Regions from separate parts of the Mus musculus genome. Here regions 2 and 3 are each linked to region 1. Evidence: chromatin contacts called from public promoter capture Hi-C data. All regions are on one chromosome and are shown on one strand. The core of a region is the stretch at or near the end of the contact, and the rest is flanking DNA. Distances in the headings are between cores, read along the strand shown. Region 1 holds the start of Bcat1 (branched chain aminotransferase 1, cytosolic). Region 2 holds the start of Kcnj8 (potassium inwardly-rectifying channel, subfamily J, member 8). Region 3 holds the start of 5330439B14Rik (RIKEN cDNA 5330439B14 gene).

Region 1 (2,766 bases), core at 133-2,632:
GTGGTGCACATGTGTTGTGTGTGTGTGTGTTGCTTCAGACTCGAGTTGCTGGGACTACAGGCAGGCAGCTCAACGCCTTGCTTCATTTCCTCTTACTGTGGATCAGTGCTCCATCGTATGAACAATAACCCAGGATGTCTACACTCACCACTTAAAGCCCACAGCGCTGCTTGAGTTAAAACCGATCTGGACTACAGTCTTCTGAAGGGAAGAAGTTGTTGCTGTTGTGCTGGGTGCAAAGATAACTCAGTACATTTGTCAGGATAATTCAGCTATTCATTGTTCACCTGGGCAGTTTCATTCCAAGCAGCAGAAAAGAAAAACAAGGGCTGCAGAGATGGCTCAGCAGTTAAGAGCACTGACTGCTCTCTCAGAGGTCCTGAGTTCAATTCCCAGCAACCACACGGTGGCTCACAACCATCTATGATGGGATCTGATGTCCTCTTCTGGTGCATCTGAAGACAGTGATGGTGAACTCACACATAAATAAGTCAGAAAAGAAAAATGAGAAGAAAGAAAACATTTTTAAAAAAATAAATAGGGCTGGCGAAATGGCTCAGTGGTTAAGAGTGCTGACTGCTCTTCCGAAGGTCCCGAGTTCAAATCCCAGCAACCACATGGTGCCTCACAACCATTCGTAACAAAATCTGATGCACTCTTCTGGAATATCTGAGGACAGCTACAGTGTACTTACATATAATAAATAAATCTAAAACAAACAAACAAACAAACAAAGGATACAGGCAAAACATGGTCGGGGAAAAGCCTATTCTCTCCTAGGGAGTTAAGAATGAAAATTTCACAGCAAAGCCTTCTGCTTAGATTTACTAAAAAGAAAGTTTTCAGATTTTCAGAGAGATCCTCTCCTCAACTGAAATCCCATCGGTGGGAGCCTTGCCTGAGGCTTGTGTGGACGCAGGAAGGAAGTTATCAGGTGGTGAGGACCATTTCACATTAAATTACTTCTGTATGTGCACATCAAAGGATGCAAACTAAGAGACGACTACAGAGCGTAGACCACAGACTGAGAGTGAGAGTTCCATCCAGGGCTCAGATGGTGGAAGGAGAGAACCGGCTCCTGCCAGTTGGCCCTTATCCACCACTGTCCCTGTCCATCTAGCCACCCGCTCCTATTCAAAATCTATTATATTTATTTAAATGTTATAAAAATTAGAGAGAAAAGGAGTTGGTAAGAGTGGTTGTATTTGAGAGTTGTCTGTGGGGTGTGGAGCGTGAGAGCGAGACGGAAAAACCCAAACTCTTCTTTATTATCCAAAATATACCTTAAAACTTCCCAGTTCTGAGACTAGATCCTAGTACAGCGTATGATTGGGGGAGGGACTGGGGAGGTAGCAAATGAATCAAAGACGCTTTCAGATTTGTCCTCCTCTGCTACCTCCCCTCCTGCGATACAAATCACTGGAGGGGATCAGTGTCTCCACCCTGGAGTGAGCCAGAGGTCGGACTGTAGCTCGCGGCTGAGCCAGTCGCTGCTGATGCAATCCGCAGCGGAGCGCGCCCAGCTCTCCATCTTCCGCGCTTGCCGACCGACCCTGAGCGCCACGTGTCACTGCACAGCCGCCTCCTCCAGAGGAGACTCACATTTGCACCCAGGAGCCGGAGCCACGACCCAAGCCACGAGAAATGAAGGTAAGCGTATTGCTGAAGTTCATGCTGGAATGCAGCTACTCACCCACCCGGAATATCTCGGACACTGGGTGGAGAGAGGAGGATGGAAGGACCAACTTGCTTTGTCCCCCGTCCTGGGCTACTAAGCGTGGGGATCTGGCCTCGTATCCACCCGCAGATGCTCCCGCTCCGGTTCTTGTCCTGGTTCTGTAAATGCGGTACCCAGATTTAGAGGATGCCACAGCGCCTCTCCTACATGCTCCCTAGGCGGGAAGAAGGACCGTATCGTTGCGTTTGAGCTGCCCAGAGATAGGGTTTGGCGAGGATGCTCGGACGCTCTTCTGGGTAGTTGTAATAGAAGGGGGAGGAGGACCCTCTTATCTGCCGAAAGCAGATCGCTTGTCTTTTAAGGTCCAGGTTCCAAGTGGAAGCTTCCGAGTTACGGACCACTCGAGCTTCAGGACCAGAGAGTGCAGGCGGTGAACTCTAATTATCATCTGAGATAGCTAGCCCAGAGGCCAGCCTGAGGCGTTTTAAGATATTTTCCAGAGCCAGAGCTCTGGCTGTCTGAAAAACTGCCAGATCTGAAAAGTTTCCTTTCCGAAGGGAAATGATGCTCTGTCGGCTGTGCAGTCACCTAGTCTCCCGCAAGGAATATTCGAGTAATAAAACGTGGGTTTCGGGGAGCTACAGAGCGGAGCCACGTTTCAGTTTCTGAGGAGGCGGAGGAAGTTAGACACTCAGACTGCTCAAGCCTAGCTGGAGGGAATCCACACGTCACGTCTCCATCCCCACTGTGCCGCCCTCGCTCCTAGCCCTGACAGATAGATAGATAGATAGATACCCTTTCTCTTTTTCTCTCTCTTTTTCTCTTTTCCTTTTTCTCGTTTTCTCATTTTCTCGTTTTCTAATTTTCTCGTTTTCTCTTCTCATCTCTCTCTCCTCTCCTTGCCTCCCCTCTCTTCTCTCCTTTTCTTTACATTCTTTACCTTATCTCACTAAATCATATGCCTTTATAATTTTATCCACATGCATTTAATGTATTCACTATCTCTCTTAATCATTTGTTCATTCTGTATATATCTACCTTAAAATATAAGTTCCTAGACTCCATAGATGGGCAGTCTGTGTATAGGG
Region 2 (2,766 bases), core at 197-2,696, 2.5 Mb after region 1:
TTGGATACTTTAATCCCAGCACTCACGAGGTTGAGTCAGGAGGACTGCCTTGAATGTGAATCGTGTCTGGGCTACATAGTAAACTATCAGTCTGCCTGGGTTTCATAACAACTTCCTGTTTCAAAGGACAGCAATGAAATCACATAAGCACAGAGGAGTAGCCGTGTAGTTCAGTTGGTAGAGTGGTTGTCTATGCACAAGGTCTTAAACAAAACAAAACAAACCCCAGACATGATGGCACACACCTACGATCCCAGCACAAGGAAGATAGGCAGGAGGATTAGAAGTTCAGGGTCACCATAGGCTACACAGCAAGTTCGAGGCCAACTCAGAATATGTGAAACCCTGTCTTCTGAAAAAAAAAAAAAAAAGAGTTTAATGTTTTTGGTGTTAAATTAGTAGACAGTAAATTGCACAGCAAGGTGCACTTCAAACTGTATTTCAGTGGCAGAACTCACAGCACAAATGTTGTCTGCATGGCTGCTATGAGGCTACAACATGAATTACTGCAGAAAACAAAGGAAACAAAAAGAATCTCACTGACAGGACAGGCCCTCCAGAATGCAAGGGGTTAAGCAGATCTACCCACAGTGGAAAAAGGGAAGGGGGGCTCTTCATTTTCCTTCATTAAAGACTAATTTTAGGTCTTTCTAGTAAATTAACATGCTGTTTATACTTCGGATACTCCCGACCCTCAAGTCTTGGAAAACATAAAATTTCCAAGAATTAAAGTTTCCATTAATACAAACGCCAAAAGCAGGATGACCGGCGGGGGGGAAAAAAAGCACATTTGTTCCCCCACCCCCACCCCCGCTCCTTCTCAAAAGCTATAGAAAGACATTTACTGTATAATCTTTCTTGTGCGCAAGTGAGCAGTCTTATCATTCTTACGATCTAGACTGGAGGGAGAGGCCTGCGGCCAAGAGTCAAAACGGAGCCGCGACTGCGCCTGCCTGCCCCGAAGGCAGGTGTGGTGCTGGACTTTGCTTAGCCGTCCTGCTGGGTGTAAATTTTCTTTATTGGAAGAGACTGTTGATGGTGTTTTTGTTGTTAGTCTCTATCTTTGTTTCCCTTTTTGTTTCTTTTGTGTGACTTTAAGTGCCTGAAAACTGGTCTTAGTTGGTGAAATCGGTTTTTTTTCCGAAAGGATTTCAGCCCTCCCACCCCTCTATATTCTAACACGAATAGATTTACAAGTTCAGGGCAGGGACCCCACCCTCACCCCACGCTCACCCCACAATCACCCCACCCAAAACACCTACACTCTCTCTATCTGGTTTTATTTCATCTGAAGTAACCCAGTGATACCCCCCCCCCGCAAGTTACACTTTAAAAAATAATAAATTAAAATCTCTTTGCGTCAGTGAACTTGGGCTCAGAAAGTTCTCTGAGCAGCGAGCCTTTTAAAGATGTGTGTGCCGGTCTGGCAGCAGAATCCGGGCTACTGGGAACCGAGCTGGCTCGGCTGGTGCCTCCTCCCCCGGTGGTCCCTCCCTTCTGGCCGGCTCCCTGCCTCCCCGGCTCCCCCGACTGGCCTCCGCCTCCACTTTCCCCGGCTCGCTCGGAGGTCTGGCCCCAGCTAGGCGGCTGAGGAGCTGGCGGAGCATGGCCACTAGCACCTCTATCCCCAGCTCCTACCCCGCCCTCCCCGTGGCCCGGCAGCAGGAGGGGGGAAGCCAAACCCAACCCTCATCTTCCAGCCCTCCTCCCCGCGTGCACTATGGATCGCACCTTCTAGAGTCTTAACTCAGTTCTGGAGGACCAACATCCCCCGGATCTGCACTTCGGGAGGTCTCTGCTCCCGGGATGCGAGAGCCTGGGACCAGCCCGCCCTGTGCGGAGCTCAAGCCGCAGCCGGGAGCGCAAACCCGAGTCTGTAAGTTGCATCGCGCCTCCCGGGGAGAGGAGGGGAAGCCGGCTATAGCGCAGCCCAAAGCCAAACAGTCAAGGTGTACCCAGATTGGCTCGAGCTGTGCAAATCCACTGCAGACCTCAGCAGTGTCTCTAATCCCCGCGTCGCAAATTACTTTCCAGCATATAGTATGATATAGGTTCAGAGGGAGGGGCGGGGAGTCTGGCTGCCTTTTAAAACGCATCTCGTAAATCCTTCCAATTTAATATCAATCATTTTCAAGTTCGAAAACGCAATGTTTGGTATCTTTTAATTACAGTTAATATTTTCTTAATGAACAGGAAGCAGTTTTCTTCGCTGCTACTAAAAGAATCCCTCCATCTTTCCTTTTAACCTTGCTACTTTATCTAAATAGTTTAGCAAGTAGATAGTGAACCCACTTGGCCTTTAATTTTCGTCCTCAGGCTTGCCTGACTAATCCCGAGACACAAAAGAATATACAGAAAATGCTTAAAGATTTGCTTATAGCGGTTATTTCCAAGAGTGAGCAGGGAGGAGAGAGAGAGAGGGGGGGGGGGATTCCTCCGGTTCTGATCAAAAGTTTTCTCTGGGATCCCAGACCTCAGACACAAAGTGGGTTCTCTTTTGTATTGATCACATCTTTAATTTAATATGTGTGTAAAACAGCATCCCTTTGTACAGATACCTGAGACGAGGAAATGAAGTTGACAGTTTTTAATAAGCGTTTCTCTAGTCTAGGAGGACGCGTGTGGAGGAAAGGAGCCACAGGTTCAGGCAGGTGCATAGGCGGGCTATGGTGAAAGGAAGATGTTGGCCAGGAAGAGCATCATCCCGGAGGAGTATGTGCTGGCGCGCATCGCAGCGGAGAACCTGCGCAAACCGCGCATCCGCGA
Region 3 (2,766 bases), core at 179-2,678, 2.5 Mb after region 1:
CTGTCTCACCAAATTATCTCTCTGGCTTGGCATACTAGAATGGTCAGATTGATTGGAGAGATACCAAGTATCTGCTTTATATTGGCCTGTATGGACTCTGATGGTGGGCCAAATGTACCCCGCCCAGGACTTCTTCGTTCTTTGATACAAGTGATGAGTTATTTAAAAGTTTTGCAATTTTACTGGAAGATTTTACAGGAATGGGGGGATTCTTTTAGCAAGTAGGGCTCACTAGTGAGTGGGTCAGTAATTCCTTACAAAATGACCTATAGATGGCTTATGTCAGAACAGCTGTGGCCACAGGGAGGAAAGAAGCTAACTCAGCTGGGTATGGCACCAACTTTCAAACCAGTTGCTTGTCAGCTCTGTTTTGTCTATTATTTAAGGAAAGTGATTACAAAGTCAGGATATGTTTGTTACGTAGAAGAGATATGTTTCTTTTTCTTTTTAGTGTGTATGTGTGAAATCATACCCAGGATGTTCAAGTGCTTAAGGGTCTTCTTAACTTTTAAAACAAACTTTCTATGGCATATATTCATTGTACATGGTAGTGCAAGGGGTTGGAAGTATAGGGTGAGACGTGCTCACACAGGACATACGCTTGTTGAAGGTTATTGCTAGTTCTGCTAGTAAAGTAAGCCACACAGAATTGTGTTTGATCATGTTGAGCAACAGGGATGAGCCTAAGTTTCCCATGGACATCTGATGTCTCTCCATCACCACGACTATTAGGGTGAGAAATCTCCCAACCCTAGAGGATGGAGGATTTTCTCTGATGCCACTCAGAGTATTTACAGTGCCTTGTTCACCCTCAAAACCCAGCTTCACCCCTAAAGCTATACCAAGACAATCTTTTCTGTGCTCTGGGAAGCCTGGCTTGACCCTTCCCTCTCCCCACCCTCTGTCTCTATTCAGATCACCCAAAGTAAATCTCCTTCGCTTTCACAGGGTCACTGCAAACAGACCCTGTGCTGTGCCAGCCATCTGTGAGAAGATCCCTCTATCTTCTGCTCCTTGGCACCCTACTTTCTTTCTTTGGTTAAAAAAAAAAAGAGCCAAAGAAAAAGAATATATTTGAAGGGATATATTTACCTGTTGTAAATGTATGGTTTTCTGTCTCCATTGGTTCTCATCCAGCCCAGCTCAACATCATTTGGAAAAATGAAATAAATGCCTCAAACACAGGTAGAACATACTGTGATTTCTGTAGCCCGGATGGCATAGGCCAAGTCTCACAACATTGGATCCATCAATACTGTGGTGACTTTTAATGAAGAGTTGTCATCGCAATGGCTTCTTTTCATAGCTGTAGCATGAAAATGGAGCAAACACTTGCCCTCTTGGACTCTATCCAGAACTCAGCAGAGCAACTCTGGAGTCCACTCGCCTGTCACGCATCCCATCCATGTGTCACTCTGTTACAAACCATTCAGTAGTTAACAGTGACTGGCTTTTTCTAATTCTCCTGTTAGGTGACTAACATTGTGGTGTCTTTGTTTTCTGTAGGCATGAAACCAGATTCAAGCAACGCATGCTGGAGCTGACAGACACGAACAACATTGCCTACTTATTTCTCTCAGCAGCCAACAGATGGCTGGAGGTCAGGACGGTACGTTCATTATGTTCCTTGTGCGATTTCGTAATGGAAACCAAACAGACAGGAGGCTTCGCGTGGAGAGGCAGATGTTTGGTGGAACTAGCCTTCTACGGAGAGTCAGGACCAGGCCTCCATTGACTGGACTTTAAAATAGATCAGGTTTGGTTTTGTTCCAAATGAAATTTATTTTCATGTTGTAGCTAATCACACACACACACACAAAAATGCCCCCAAAGCAAAAATCACTCTGTGTTCTCTATACCCTCCGAACTACCTAAGTTCACAGGATAGTAAATATTTATACAATGCCATTTTTTTTTTGTAAGACAAGTGACCAGGTACACTGATGTCCTTCACTGATCCAGACAAGCTTGTAAGGGAAGGTGGATTTTTTTGTTTTAAGCCAATGGAGGGTTACGTTAGTACAAAACTGTCAGCCACTAAGTCATCTACTGCTGTCTTCTCTCCTGTGTGACACACAGGAATAAGCACAGACTCTGGCACAGTATGGACTTCATGTCCCAGATTAAGTTCTTGCTGTGCCAGATCCCTCTTCACTTATAAAGTAAGAATAAGAACATGTACCTCATGGACGTGTCCCTAAAATAACAATGAAGGCGCCGGAATTGCCCTAGTATGCAAGTCTAGCTTGATTTGTTGCTGTGATAAAATATGCTATCAAAACACAAGTGAGGGAAGAAAGGGGCTTATCTCAGCTTACAATTCCTGCTTAGCCTCCCTCATTGTGGGAAGTCAAGGAAGAAACTTTAAAGAACTAGTCCTATCATAACCACCGTCAAGGGCAGAGGGAGAGAGAGAGAGGGAGAGGGAGAGAGGGGGGGGGGGGCAATACAATCTCACGCACTTGCTTCCTCTACTCTTACACCCCCTGCCTAGGGGGTGGCACTGCCCACAGTGGTATAGGACTTTCTACATCAATTAACTTAATGGACACAGTTTCCCACAGACATGCCCAAGGACTACCCAGTGTAGATAACCCCTCACTGGAACTCTCTAGCCAGGCGACTGTAGGGTTTGTCAAGTTAATCTAAGTCCCTGCTGTAGATTATTTGTATCTCCAACCAGATGCAGATTTAAAAAAAAAAAACAAAACAAACCCATAACCAGAGAAGGTAGATGATATAAGAAGTTTAAAGGGGTCAAAATGA

What was found. Promoter capture Hi-C pulls out the DNA fragments that hold promoters and counts their contacts.
Region 2: a contact with region 1 is called in a promoter capture Hi-C map of hippocampal neurons, with 3 times the contacts expected there. The contact joins the promoter of Kcnj8 here to the promoter of Bcat1 in region 1. A contact is called at or near these places in 2 of 39 promoter capture datasets (hippocampal neurons and liver).
Region 3: a promoter capture Hi-C map of liver shows a contact between it and region 1, with 4 times the contacts expected there. The contact joins the promoter of 5330439B14Rik here to the promoter of Bcat1 in region 1. A contact is called at or near these places in 2 of 39 promoter capture datasets (hippocampal neurons and liver).

What each region holds. Positions count from the first base shown.
Region 1 is chr6:145,074,773-145,077,538 of GRCm38.p6, reverse strand. Bcat1 (branched chain aminotransferase 1, cytosolic) reads left to right here and starts at 1,382. Exons shown (of 11, transcript NM_007532.5): 1 at 1,382-1,650. The coding sequence starts at 1,645.
Region 2 is chr6:142,570,294-142,573,059 of GRCm38.p6, reverse strand. It overlaps Kcnj8 (potassium inwardly-rectifying channel, subfamily J, member 8), which reads left to right and starts at 1,446. Exons shown (of 3, transcript NM_008428.5): 1 at 1,446-1,876; 2 at 2,607-2,766. The coding sequence starts at 2,681.
Region 3 is chr6:142,613,257-142,616,022 of GRCm38.p6, reverse strand. It overlaps 5330439B14Rik (RIKEN cDNA 5330439B14 gene), which reads right to left and starts at 1,428. Exons shown (of 2, transcript NR_037679.1): 1 at 1,093-1,428. It overlaps Abcc9 (ATP-binding cassette, sub-family C (CFTR/MRP), member 9), which reads left to right. Exons shown (of 40, transcript NM_011511.2): 31 at 1,507-1,609.